Regions from separate parts of the Callithrix jacchus genome. Here region 2 is linked to region 1. A link is a contact called in public Hi-C data. All regions are on one chromosome and are shown on one strand. Each heading gives the region's core, a stretch centred on a gene start, on an enhancer-like site or on the middle of the called end of the contact. The rest is flanking DNA. Distances are from core to core; before and after follow the strand shown.

Region 1 (5,919 bases), core at 816-3,315:
GTCACTGCGCCCAGCCAATTTTTTTTTTTTTTTTTTGAGACAGAGTCTCGCTCTGTCACCCAGGCTGGAGTGCAATAGCACTATCTCAGCTCACTGCAACCTCTGCCTCCCATGTACAAGTGATTCTCCTGCCTTAGTCTCCCAAGTAGCTGGGATTACAGGCAACCACCACCAGGCCCAGCTCATTTTTGCATTTTTTGTAGACACAGGCTTTTATCATGTTGGCCAGGATGGTCTCGAACTCCTGACCTCAGGTGATCCGCCCATCTCAGACTCCCAAAGCACTGAGATTCTAGGCATGAGTCACCCGAGATTGGCCCCGGCCAACTTTTACTAGTAATTATTTAAGCTCATAGCACCATGTGACTCTTGTTTAAGTCACAGCCAATACATACATGCCAAGTATGAAGTCCTCTTCACAGGTAAGTAAGAGTAAGATTATGATCCATTTGTGACATAATCAACATATATATATTTGATCTTTGTCTCTGGTTTCTGACGAAGGACAGTAGTTAAATCTCATCATTTCCTAATTGGTGGGGATAACAGGAGCATATTTTGTTCCTAACAGAGGGTTCTTAAAACTCTTGACACTTCCTGGGTGGTAGAAGTCCCTTTTGTTCTAATGAAATAACTCTTTGCACAACCTTAAGTAGGCTCAGGATGAAGCTGGTTGCCAGAAAGATCAAGTAACGATTAGAAGCATAGAACTTTCAGATCCACTCCTCCCAACTTCTGGAGAGGGAGAGGACCTGGAGACTGAGTTAACGAATGATCACATCTACACGATGAAACCTCTAAATGACAAGGATCAGAGAGAGCTTCCGTGTTGGTGAATACATCCATGTGGAGGGAGGCTGGCCTACTCTAACCCCATAGGACAAAATGTCCCACAATCAGGAATCTTCTGACCTCACCTTAATGTATTAATCGCTCTTCATCTGGCTTTTCATCTATATTCTTCATATATTCCTTTATAATAACCCTTCATCTATATTCCTTTATAATAAACCAGTAAATGTCAGTAAAGTGCTTTCCTGAGTTCTGTGAACCAATCTAGCAAATTATTAAACGTGATGAAGAGTTCATGGGAACCTCTGATTTATGGTGAATGAGTCAGAATTATGGGATGCCCAGGACTTGTGACTGGCATCTGAAGTGGAGATAGTCTATGGGACTGAGCTTTCACCTGCGGGATCCGACGCTAACTCCAGGTGGAGTTAAAGAGCTGGTTATTGCTGTGAGCAAAACCCCCAGTTTGGTGTCAGAAGTGTTCTCTGGGTAGAAAGAGATAATATCACTACCAAAAACAACGTAGATATCCCCTTACATGAAAAGTCACCAAATAGGAGCCTTGAGCATTCAAAAGCAGATCATTTATGGCCAACAGAGAGTATGAAAAGCTCCTGTACACGGAGGAACCTCCATAACAATGAAATTAAAATTTTTATTGACTTCATAAAGTGTGAAAGAAATAAAAACAGATGTGAGAAAAGAACTTAAAGGGCAAAAGTTAGCCTTTTTCTAAGAGCTGCAGCCAACTCATTTATTCACAATGTCTGGTTTATACATCGACCAGATTCTTGGCTTTTCCCTTGCTTCTGCCCACTATAAAACTATTTTCCATTTATTCACAACAAATTTATCTGCAAGTCCAGAGAGGGGAAGAAAACCAAACTGCCTAATATTTCATAAGTTTTCACAAGGATGCTGCTAAAACCAAGTAATAAAATTGTTTTTAATTATCTCAATCACAAGTAACCAAGGGTGAACAAACGTTTCTCTTCACAAAAGGGAAAATGGATCCTTTTCATAAGCAAATTCTTCCTGACATTGTTGCTATGAATTCTGTACTACTTTGCTGTTTATTTTTCTAAACTTGATTTCTCTAAATTTGAAATCCAGAAGCTAAAATATCCAAGCCTAACACTATTTCTGTACACTACTTTCTGTGAACTTTATCTGCTTAAAACTACCTCAGCCTACTGTGTCGCAACACTTTGCTTTGCAGTTACCAACACCATTCATTCAACTTTTCAAACCTGTATTTTGCTTCATGGCAGTAATAGATAAAATGAACACTAAGTAGGAAAAGCTCCTCAGGACTGGCCAGTCACCCAAAAGCTGCTACTTTAAATGTACCAACACTATCACTTGTTTCAAGGTCAGGATCACCCAGACCTGCTGTGAAATGCAAGGTGATGTTTATCTGGGAAGTGTATTTTTTTTACTTGACAAAAAAACAGGGTGACTACTGAAACTAGAGGTTGAAAGGTCAAAATTTTTGACATGATTATTTTATGACTGTGGGAAAGTTACCTAACTTCCTTATAAATTATAGAAACAGTTTTACTGCTCTCCTGACATCTCTTAGGTGTAGATGTAGACCTCAAAATTCTCCTTTCTGATGGCTGGGAATTTTAAGAAAAACATGTAATAAATTAGGTGGCTCTCTAAAAAAGCCTTGGTGATACCCTCTACTCCTGACTCTCCTCGTTATTTTGAAACTCCTCTTTAAGAAAAACATTACTGGCCAGGAGGTGGCTCACGCCTATAATCCCAGCACTTTGGGAGGCCAAGGTGGGTAGATCACGAGGACAGGAGATTGAGACCATCCTGGCCAACATGGTGAAACCCCATACCTACTAAAACTACAAAAATTAGTTGGACACGGTGGCAGGCGTCTTTAATCCCAGCTGCTTGGGAGGCTGAGGAAGGAGAATTGCTTGAACCTGAGGGGTGGAGGTTGCAGTGAACTGAGATCGTGCCACTGCACTCCAGCCTGGCAACAAAGTGAGACTCTGTCTCAAAAAAAATCTCAAAACCAAAAAACATTACTATAAACCACCTTTTACTAAACATTTAATATTCAGTAGCTTACAAAGTTAGGTATTGACTTTCCTTACTCCCTGCTGCAGAATCAGACTAGCAGGCCTCACAATTTTTCTAGACCCAGAGCACAATAGCATCGTGTGTTAAGCTTCTAACAGTGTAGGGGATTGTTTCAGGCATGCAAAACTTAAAAAGCAAATACTGCTGTTAGCTTATCCATTATTTTCTATATTTTTTCTGGCTGACAAAAGGAGGAAGTTAGGACCAAAAAAATAAGCCAGTTAATCAAAGATAACCACTTTTCCAATTCCAAATTTTAAAACTGCATTACTTAAACTACATTTAGCCATGTCTAATACAATTTTGCTCCCACAAATAAAAAGTGTGACTATTTTATTCATTCAGTGATAAAACAAATTTTATTACTCCCTTGCTTAAAATCCTTTAATGGAACTGCAAGGCCCGATGGGCAGGGGAAACTCCAAAACCTCTAGTTTGCATAAAGGACCCTTCACATTAAGACATCAATCTCGGCAAGGTGTGGGGGCACACGCCTGTAATCCCAGCACTTTGGGAGGCTGAGGCGGGTGGATCACCTGAAGTTGGGAGCTTGAGACCAGCCTGCCCAACATGGAGAAACCCCAACTCTACTAAAAAATACAAAATTAGCCGGGTTTGATGACACATGCCTGTAATCCCAGCTACCGGAAGGCTGAGGCAGGAGAATTGCGTGAACCAGGGAGGGAGAAGTTGTGGTGAACAGAGATCACGCTACTGCACTCCAGGCTGAACAATAAGAGCTAAACTCTGTCTCAAAAAAAAGAAGAAAACATCAATCTCCTAAATGGCCTGATATCCATCTACTCAGAACTATGCACCTCTAATGCTCTAGCCACATTCCCATCTTCTCCATTCCTGGAAAACACTGTTCTCTTTTGATATGTTTCTCTCTGCTTTTGCATATGTTGCTTCTTTTAGTTTAAAAAACAGAAAGTCTTTGTTTAAACAAATTCATCAGTATGTTACCTTTTTTTGAGGAAATTTCCTCGAATCAATAAAACGTTAGTTGCTCCTCCTTTTCTATTCTCCAAACACATATTTTGTACCTCTCCTATGACATTTGTCACAGTCACTGCTTTTAGATGTCTACGAGGGAGGTAAACTTAAACCTCCTGGAAGATAGAGGTATTACAAAATTTTTAGGATTGAGTACGGTGAATACAGTTGCACTTCCTGACCCTAAGCATGTCTTGTTACCATTCTATACCAAAATGATCAATTTTAGATAAAGAGGTACCAAAATATCTTTTTTCCTTGATATTTCTTATTTCACCATTTTATACTCTAAATTAGTAACTCTGGTCAAAATAAATTTAAAAATTTACTGGACAATATTAGAGAAAAAGATGGTATTTCTAATAAATCAGTAACTCTACTGATAGTCGTTAGGAGGCTTACATTTATAAATAAAATCATTTTCAAGCTTTGTGTAATTTATTTTTGCTATAGTCAAAATTGATTCAATATTTCTAAGACATCATGTCATCTAATAATGTATCATAATTACTATTCAGATCAAGCATATTATCAAATAGAAAACAGTAGTTCATAGATTTAACTGTGCATTTGGGGGAGGTAATTTTTTTTAATCTTAACTGTTGGCTACAGATTTTTAAATGTAGGTCAATTTCCAATTATCTAGATAAATTTGGAAATAAATTACACGAAATGTAAACACACAAATAATTTTTTTTTTTTTGAGACAGAATCTCACTCTGTCACCCAGGCAGAGCAGTGGTACAATATTAGCTCACTGCCACCTCCCCCTCCCAGATTGAAGCCATCCTCCTGCCTCAACCTCCCAAATAGTGAGGGCTACAAGCACGTGACACTATGCATGGCTAATTTTTGTAATTTTAGTAGAGACAGGGTTTCACCATGTTGGCCAGGCTGGTCTCAAACTCGTGACCTCATGATCTGCCCACCTCGGCCTCCCAAAGTGCTGAGATTACAGGTGTGAGCCACTGCGCCTAACACATAAATAATTCTTATGCTTTAATTCATGTACCGGATTTCTACTCCCCATCAAGCCTTATGGGAACTACTAAGGAAACATTTGTAGATAATTTTTTACTCAATCTTTTTACTTTGCCTATCACCCTCCTACAAGAGTATTTCAAGGAAGGAAATGACTTAAATGTAGGAAGAGGAAAAATAAAAAGAGGGCAAGTACATCCTTAATATAAAACATTAAGTACATCTTTAATAGCAAAAATTTTGCCACAATTTTCTCCTATAGACAGCATCGCTCCAGATTTCTCGGTTTCACACCCCAGAGCTTCTTTTCTGTCTTACGACACAGCCAATTAATTCATCATCCAAAATCATTTATGGGCTCAGCCACAGAGTCCAGTCTCACTAACCCTTCCTTACTTTCTTTATATCAACTTGGCCTCTGAGACTTCCAGTGGCTGGAACTCATTATTGACATTCTGCTCAATAAGGGACATTAGAGGTTAGCAAGCAAGGATATTTACTCTTAAAAGAGAATCGGTCCGGACGCAGTGGCTCAAGCCTGTAATCCCAGCACTTTGGGAGGCTGAGGCGGGTGGATCACGAGGTCAAGAGAACGAGACCATCCTGGTCAACATGGTGAAACCCCGTCTCTACTAAAAATACAAAAAATTAGCTGGGCATGGTGGCGCGTGCCTGTAATCCTAGCTACTCAGGAGGCTGAAGCAGGAGAATTGCCTGAACCCAGGAGGCGAAGATTGCGGTGAGCCGAGATTGCGCCATTGCACTCCAGCCTGGGTAACAAGAGCGAAACTCCGTCTCAAAAAAAAAAAAGAGAATGGAAGGGAAGAAATGGCGAACACTACAAATATTTATAATTTATTAAACTTCTTATATTCCTGCTCATTTCACACTTCCCAACAGAAAAAGACAATGAATAGTAGAAACATATTCAATCAACAAATATTAACGAAGCACCCAGTATCTATTACTTTTCTAGACCTAGATAACTTTCTAGGTAACTTTTAACCATTCTAGACCCTAGGGATATAGCAGTGAACACCACAACAAAAA
Region 2 (6,585 bases), core at 3,862-6,361, 78 kb after region 1:
TTAATCTGTTAAAAGTTCCTCAAAGTACAAATCTATATTCGATTGAATTTTTCTTAAAAAAAAAATACAGCATTCATCATACAGTAAACAATGATTGAGGAAAAAAATTAGAGGTAAGCATTGGCTGGGCATGGTGGGACCATGTAATCCCAGCTACTTGGGAGGCTGAGGTGGGAGGATTGCTTGAGTCCAAGAATTTGAGGTTGCAGCGAGCCAAAATGGTGCTACTGCACTCCAGCCTGCATGACAGGGCGAGACTCCAACTCGGAAAAAGCGTCATAATTAACTAAAAATTAAAAAAAAAAATTTTTTTTGAGAGGAGTATCACTCTGTTGCCCAGCCTGTAGTGTAATGGCATGATCTCAGCTCACTGCAACCTCCATCTCCCATGTTGAAGCAATTCTGCCTCAGCCCCCCAAGTAGCTGGGATTACTGGTGCCCACCACCATGCCCAACTTGTTTTTGTATTTTTAGTAGAGACCAGTTTCACCATGTTGGCCAGGCTGGTCTTGAACTCCTGACCTCAGGTGATCTGCCTGCCTCCCAAAGTGCTGAGATTACAGGCGTGAGCCACCAGGCCCAGCCAAAAATTAAAATTAAAGACCAATGGAAGAGAAAAAAGAAAACAATTACAAAAACAGAACAAGATTGGTTTTAAAACAAATAATTCTATTAAGCACCTATGTGCGAAACACTGTCCTACACTGACTAGAAGACTTAAATTGTGGTTGCTGTTTCTGTAAAAGCAGCAATATAACTATGCCCACCACTTTATTAGCTCCTTCCAAGGCTCACATGAGATAATACGGCTAAACAGTAGCAGCTATATAGACTTATATGTTTTACTTATTCATTCTTCAGCCAACAAGTTGTATATCACCACAAGGAATTCCCTTGAAGAGTCAGCAGCATCCAAAAGAGGTGACACTTCTCCAATGGCTGGGTAGTAGAGCCAGCGTTCCTAAGGTCCTACAAGCCACTCTCCCTTAGAATGAAGACAGAAATTTCCTGTAGATCTGTCTAATAAGGCCCCTATTGCACTGTGGATAGTAACATACATTCCAGGCTCAAAATGAGAAAAGAGTTTATCTTTCTTTTGCCAAACTGTAATCCTCATGACAGGTGACAATCCACACAATTATAATAAACTCTACCCACACCCTCTTAATTCACCACTCCCCAAAATTCCTTACATTCGTTAACTGTTTCACAATAAAATGCTTTCCCATCTATTTTTATTTGATTCAAATAGGTCTTAGGATTTCTACCAAATAAAATATATTTCTACCTAATAAAATACATCTGCAATAAAAATGTAGCTAAAATGTTGGCTTGGAGAGAAGCTCTGGGTGTAGGGTAGAGAGGGCTGATGTCCTCTAAAAAGGCCTTGCCTGTACCACATTCCATAGGGGCTGTGATTGCTAAGTTTTTTGAGACAGAATCTGGCTCTGTAGCCCAGGCTGGGGCGCAGTGGTGCCATCTCAGCTCACAGCAACCTTCCACTCCCAGGTTCAAGTCTGTTTCAGCCTCCTGAGTACCAGCACACACCACCACACCTGGCTGATTTTTATATTTTTAGTAGAGACAGGGTTATGCCATATCAGCCAGGCTGGTTTTGAACTCCTGGCCTCAAGCAATACACTCACCTCAGCTGCCCAAAGTGCTAGGATTACAGCCATGAGCCACTGTGTTCGGCTGTGACTGCTCATTTTATACATCAAGTTGGAAGGTATTTTGGATAGTATTAAATCAGTAAGTATTGAGCAAAGCAGACTGCCCTCCATAATGTGAGTGGGCCTCATCCAATCAGTTAAAGGCCTGAACAGAACAGAGACCAGCCTCCCAAACAAGAGTGAATTCTCCAGCAAATGGCCTTTGGATTTGTTCTGTACCATTGGCTCTCCTGGGTCTTGAGCCCTCCAACTCCACTGCAGATTTGGACTTGTCAGCCTCCATGATCTTATGAATCAACTCCTTACAATACATTTCTTTATATGTACAGATACAAGCAGATGTTGCAGGTTCAGTTCTAGACCACCACAACAAAGTGAATAACTCAAAGCTAGTTGTAAACTTTTTTTTATTTCCTAGTACATATAAAAGTTAAAATTATGTTTACAATATACTGCAGTATGTCACATGTGCCCTACCATTATGTTTTAATAAACAATGGACATCCTTAATTAAAACATACTTTAGGCTGGACACAGTGGCTCATGCCTAAAATCCTAACACTTTGGGAGGCCAAGGTGGGAGGATTGCTTGAGGCCAAGAGTTCACAACCAGCCTAAGCAACATAGCAAGACACCATCTCTACAAAAAATTTAAAAGTAGCCAGGCACCATGGTGTATGACTGTGGCCCCAGCTAGTTGGGAGGCTGAGGCAGAAGGATCACTCAAGACCAGGAGGCCAACACTGCAGTGACCAGTGATTGTACCACTGCACTACAGTTTGGGTAACACTGTAAGATCCTGTCTCAAAAGACAAACACATACACATAAGTACACACATACACATACACACACACACACACACACTTTGTTGCTAAAAAATGCTAATGATCATCTAAGCCTTTGATAAGTCATAATCTTCTGCTAGTGGAGAGTGTTTGCTGTTAATGGCTGCTGACTGATGAGGGTGGTGGCTGCTAAAGGTGAGGGCTGGGGGCTATGGCAATTTCTTAAGACAAGGAAGAAAACAGTATATAATACCTATAACATATAAAAGATGTATCAGTCGACTGTTTATGTTATCAGTAAGGCTTCTGATCAATAGTAGGCTATTCCTAAATTAAGTTTTGGGGGAATCAAAAGTCATCCGTGAATTTTTAGCTGAAGAGGGATCACGGCCCTTTACCCCCAAGTTGTTCAAAAGTCAACTGCGCTTTTTAACACTTCCCATTGTTTTTACTCCTTTGTTCCTCTAATTTCCATAATGTACCCTAGCCCACAGTCACTACTCTTCTCTGGCTTTAATCCCTATTAAATAACAATTTAATTACAAATTAGAGTTGTAGGTAGAACAGACATTATTCATAATTTAGGACAACGAAACAAACAAAAATGAGTTGTACAAACAAGCTTGAACTTTACTGATAAAATTATGATTAGGACCCGTTTTCTCGTAACTCTTAGTTTAATATCTATTACACAGGGATCAGCATAACATAGTTATTAAAAGCACAGAATGGGTCCGAGCACAGTGGCTCACACCTGTAATCCCAGCACTTTGGGAGGCCAAAGCAGTGGATCAAAAGGTCAGGACTTCAAGATCGGCCTGGCCAAGAGGGTGAAACCCCATCTCTACCAAAAATACAAAAATTAGCCAGGTGTGGTGGTGTGCGCCTGCAATCCCAGCTACTCGGGAGGCTGAGGCAAGGCTGAGAATTGCTTAAACGAGGGAGGCGGAGGTGGCAGTGAGCAAAGATCACGCCACTGCTCTCCAGCCTAGGCGACAGAGCAAGACTCTATTACAAAAAAAAAAAAAAAGCACAGGATGTCAAGTCACATTACACTTGCTCTGTCATTTTATGAAACTATGACCCTTAATATTAACTTATATTCTTCTTTTTTTTTTTTTTTGAGACGGAGTTTCGCTGTTGTTACCCAGACTGATGTGCAATGGCATGATCTCAGCTCACCACAACCTCCGCCTTCTGGGTTCAAGAAATTCTCCTGCCTCAGCCTCCCGAGTAGCTGGGACTACAGGCACGCACCACCATGCCCAGCTAATTTTTGTATTTTTAGTAGAGACGGGGTTTCACCTTGTTGACCAGGATGGTCTCGATCTCTTGACCTCATGATCCACCCGCCTCAGCCTCCCAAAGTGCTGGGATTATAGGCGTGAGTCACCGCGCCCGGCCAATATTAACTTATATTCTTTGTGCTTTGGTTTCCTCATCTGTAAAAATATGGAGTATTAATAGCATCTATCTTCAGACAAGATTATTTTGAGAGAAAACACCTTGAATACTACCTATTACATAAAGCTCTCAGTAAATTTTATCCATTCTTATTCTTCTATTATTATTCAATCAGCCTTTCAATGAGCATATAGTATAAATACCGTATGCATATTTGTTCTTTTTCTTTAATCCCTTGTAGAATCAAACTTCAGGTGGCTGGGGCCAAAAACACTTACACATCATGACTAATCCAGTATGTACATACATAACATGCTTCACTACAATATATGCAAATAAGTGCTTAGCAAAAATGGAAAGAAACTTGGGGCCTAAAGGAAATCAGAACTTTAAAGAATATTTCTACCTACTGCGTTGGCTACTTAGCGGCTTTGTGAAATCAGTGTGTTTTAAGTACAGAACTTGACTGAATTCTTCCTTCCTGGGATCACTTTATAGAACACAAAGTCTTCACAAGGCTACATTCTAAATCCAAGTAGCAAATAAATAATGTGGCCCTCTTCCTCTACCATTTTTTATCTCATCTTTAACCACACATTTTATTTCTGCCCACGTGAACTAATGTTTCTGCAAAGAAGTGGGGAGTGGTCAGAAAGCCTGAGTTCTCATTTCAACTCTCACACAACCTTTCACACCTCAGTGCTGCCAACAAAAACAATGAAGACACATCATAAAACAGGGACCCTGACCCAGGCTTCTAGTTTTACTGCACAGAGGAAAAATATTTGTGGGGACTGTATCAATGTTCCTCCAAATGAAGGCATTTTAGACATCTGAAGTTCAAAGTCAAGAAGAATATGTTATTTACCTTTCATTGTTTATTAACCTTTAAACAATGAAAACTGAATGATATTCTTGCATTATACTCTAATCTGTTGCCCCAAAAGTTGGTATTTTCATCTACAACAAAGGTGACTCTTGACATTCTTAATTACACAGTGAAGGGGTTTTTGTTTTAAGATCTTCAGTATGAAATCCACACCTGGGTTGAAGTCTTAGTCTTTTCTACTAGTCACATATGACTTAGAACAAGCTATCTCAGCTCCTGGGTTTTGTTTGCTTGTTTTTTGGCGATGGCTGCTATTTTGAATAAAGAAGAAAATTCCATCTTGTCTCAGAGCTGCCTCTGAGGAGGCAAGTGAGATCATACACACCACGTTGGGAACAAGAGGCACCTGTTCAACACTAGTTACCCAGTTCAGTCAGCTTCGCAGACAGCCGTTTTCATTCAAGAGCTCTCACTTGAATTTCTAAAGTCGTCTCAATTGTATTCTCTAAGTGATGTGAGTTAACACAAGCCCACCGATCTAAAAGTTGCAAGAAATTAGGTTAAAATCTCCCTGCAAAAGAAACACAGGGTGAGTGCAAGTCTTAGCAAGAATATTTGCCATGCTGCACACACTTACACTGCATTTTCTTTCTGTTCTCATTGCTTTTATATTACAGCAAAGGCACAAGTCAATGTGGGGTGAGCCGATGAAAATTTCACTGCCCTGAAAGCACTATTTTAAGCACCAAGGTCTAATTATCCAACCTTACATATTTCAAGAGGTATATAACCTTCTCACTTTGAATCTGGCCCTTGGATATTGCCAGTGTGGAAGGTCTTCAGTTAAGACAGAATAATAAACTTAAAGAGAAAATGTCTTCTTCTTATCTTTTTTTCTAAGGCATGAGGTTTTACAAACTATGGTCTCATTCCATTTGTGGTTCTGTTTAAAAAAGAAAATCAGAGTGTGTAAGCGCATGAAAAAGTTTTATTTCAAACACACATAAAAGCACACTCACACACGTACACACAATGTTATATTGGGCTGTGGTTAAAACATTTGAAAGTCACTGTTCTAAAGAACCTACTATGTAAGCAACGGTGCCAGACTCAGAAATCAGGCCTGGAATCCCTATTTTGCCAGTTACTAGTGGTACAACCTTGGCGAGCCTGTTACTTAAATTCTCTGAAGCCCAGTTTCCTCCAATGTAAAATGCGAATAACACATTCCATAATGTATACTTAAACAGCCAAGCCCTGTACCTGGCTAGTGTTGGTTGCATTCCCTCTACTGTCACCCTGCTTCTACTTTCTTGCAACAATCAGGGTCAAGGGAGCAGCAGAGTAGGGTCCCAAGCATTTTTGCACATGTAAATTGCCTCCAGTCTTTTGTCTATTTTTAGAAATATTTGCAATTCTACTTGGACAAAATTTAACCTTAGTTTTAAATAAAAGTATATAGTGGCTTCCTCACAGATAAAAAAGAAGTAAAAACAAATGCACGGTCTAAATGGCAATGATGTAAAAGATAAGTGAACCCTGGAGAGAATACATGAATGAATAATAATACAAGCTAATTGCCTTGAACCAGAAAAGGGAGCTAGTCAAATACAGGAGATAATGGAATAATAGCAATTAATTATTGAGCATTTACCTCTGCACTGGACGTTGGGTTAAAATTTTTGCATGCAGAGACTGGGCAGGGTGGCTCATGCCTGTAATCCCAGCCCTTTGGGAGTGTGAGGCAGGTGGATCACTGGAGGTCAGTAGTTCGAGACCAGCCTGGCCAACATGGTGAAACCCCATCTCTACCAAAACCACAAAAATTATCCATGTGTGGTGGTGGCTACCTATAATCCCAGCTACTCAGGATGCTGAGACAGGAGAATCATT

What was found. Hi-C and Micro-C count contacts between places; a contact is called where the count stands out from the background.
Region 2: a contact with region 1 is called in a Hi-C map of induced pluripotent stem cells, with 1.9 times the contacts expected there. The contact joins two enhancer-like sites. A contact is called at or near these places in 2 of 3 Hi-C or Micro-C datasets (induced pluripotent stem cells and skeletal muscle).

What each region holds. Positions count from the first base shown.
Region 1 is chr9:38,951,591-38,957,509 of calJac240_pri, forward strand. The region is part of intron 1 of FGD4 (FYVE, RhoGEF and PH domain containing 4); the gene reads right to left. Among named protein-coding and RNA genes, the nearest start is that of FGD4, 130 kb to the right of the region's middle. Within about 2 kb of position 2,066, at least 4 of the 16 cell types and tissues checked have an H3K27ac peak or open chromatin away from gene starts, as enhancers often do.
Region 2 is chr9:39,026,125-39,032,709 of calJac240_pri, forward strand. All of the region lies in intron 1 of FGD4 (FYVE, RhoGEF and PH domain containing 4), which reads right to left. Among named protein-coding and RNA genes, the nearest start is that of FGD4, 59 kb to the right of the region's middle. Within about 2 kb of position 5,112, at least 2 of the 16 cell types and tissues checked have an H3K27ac peak or open chromatin away from gene starts, as enhancers often do.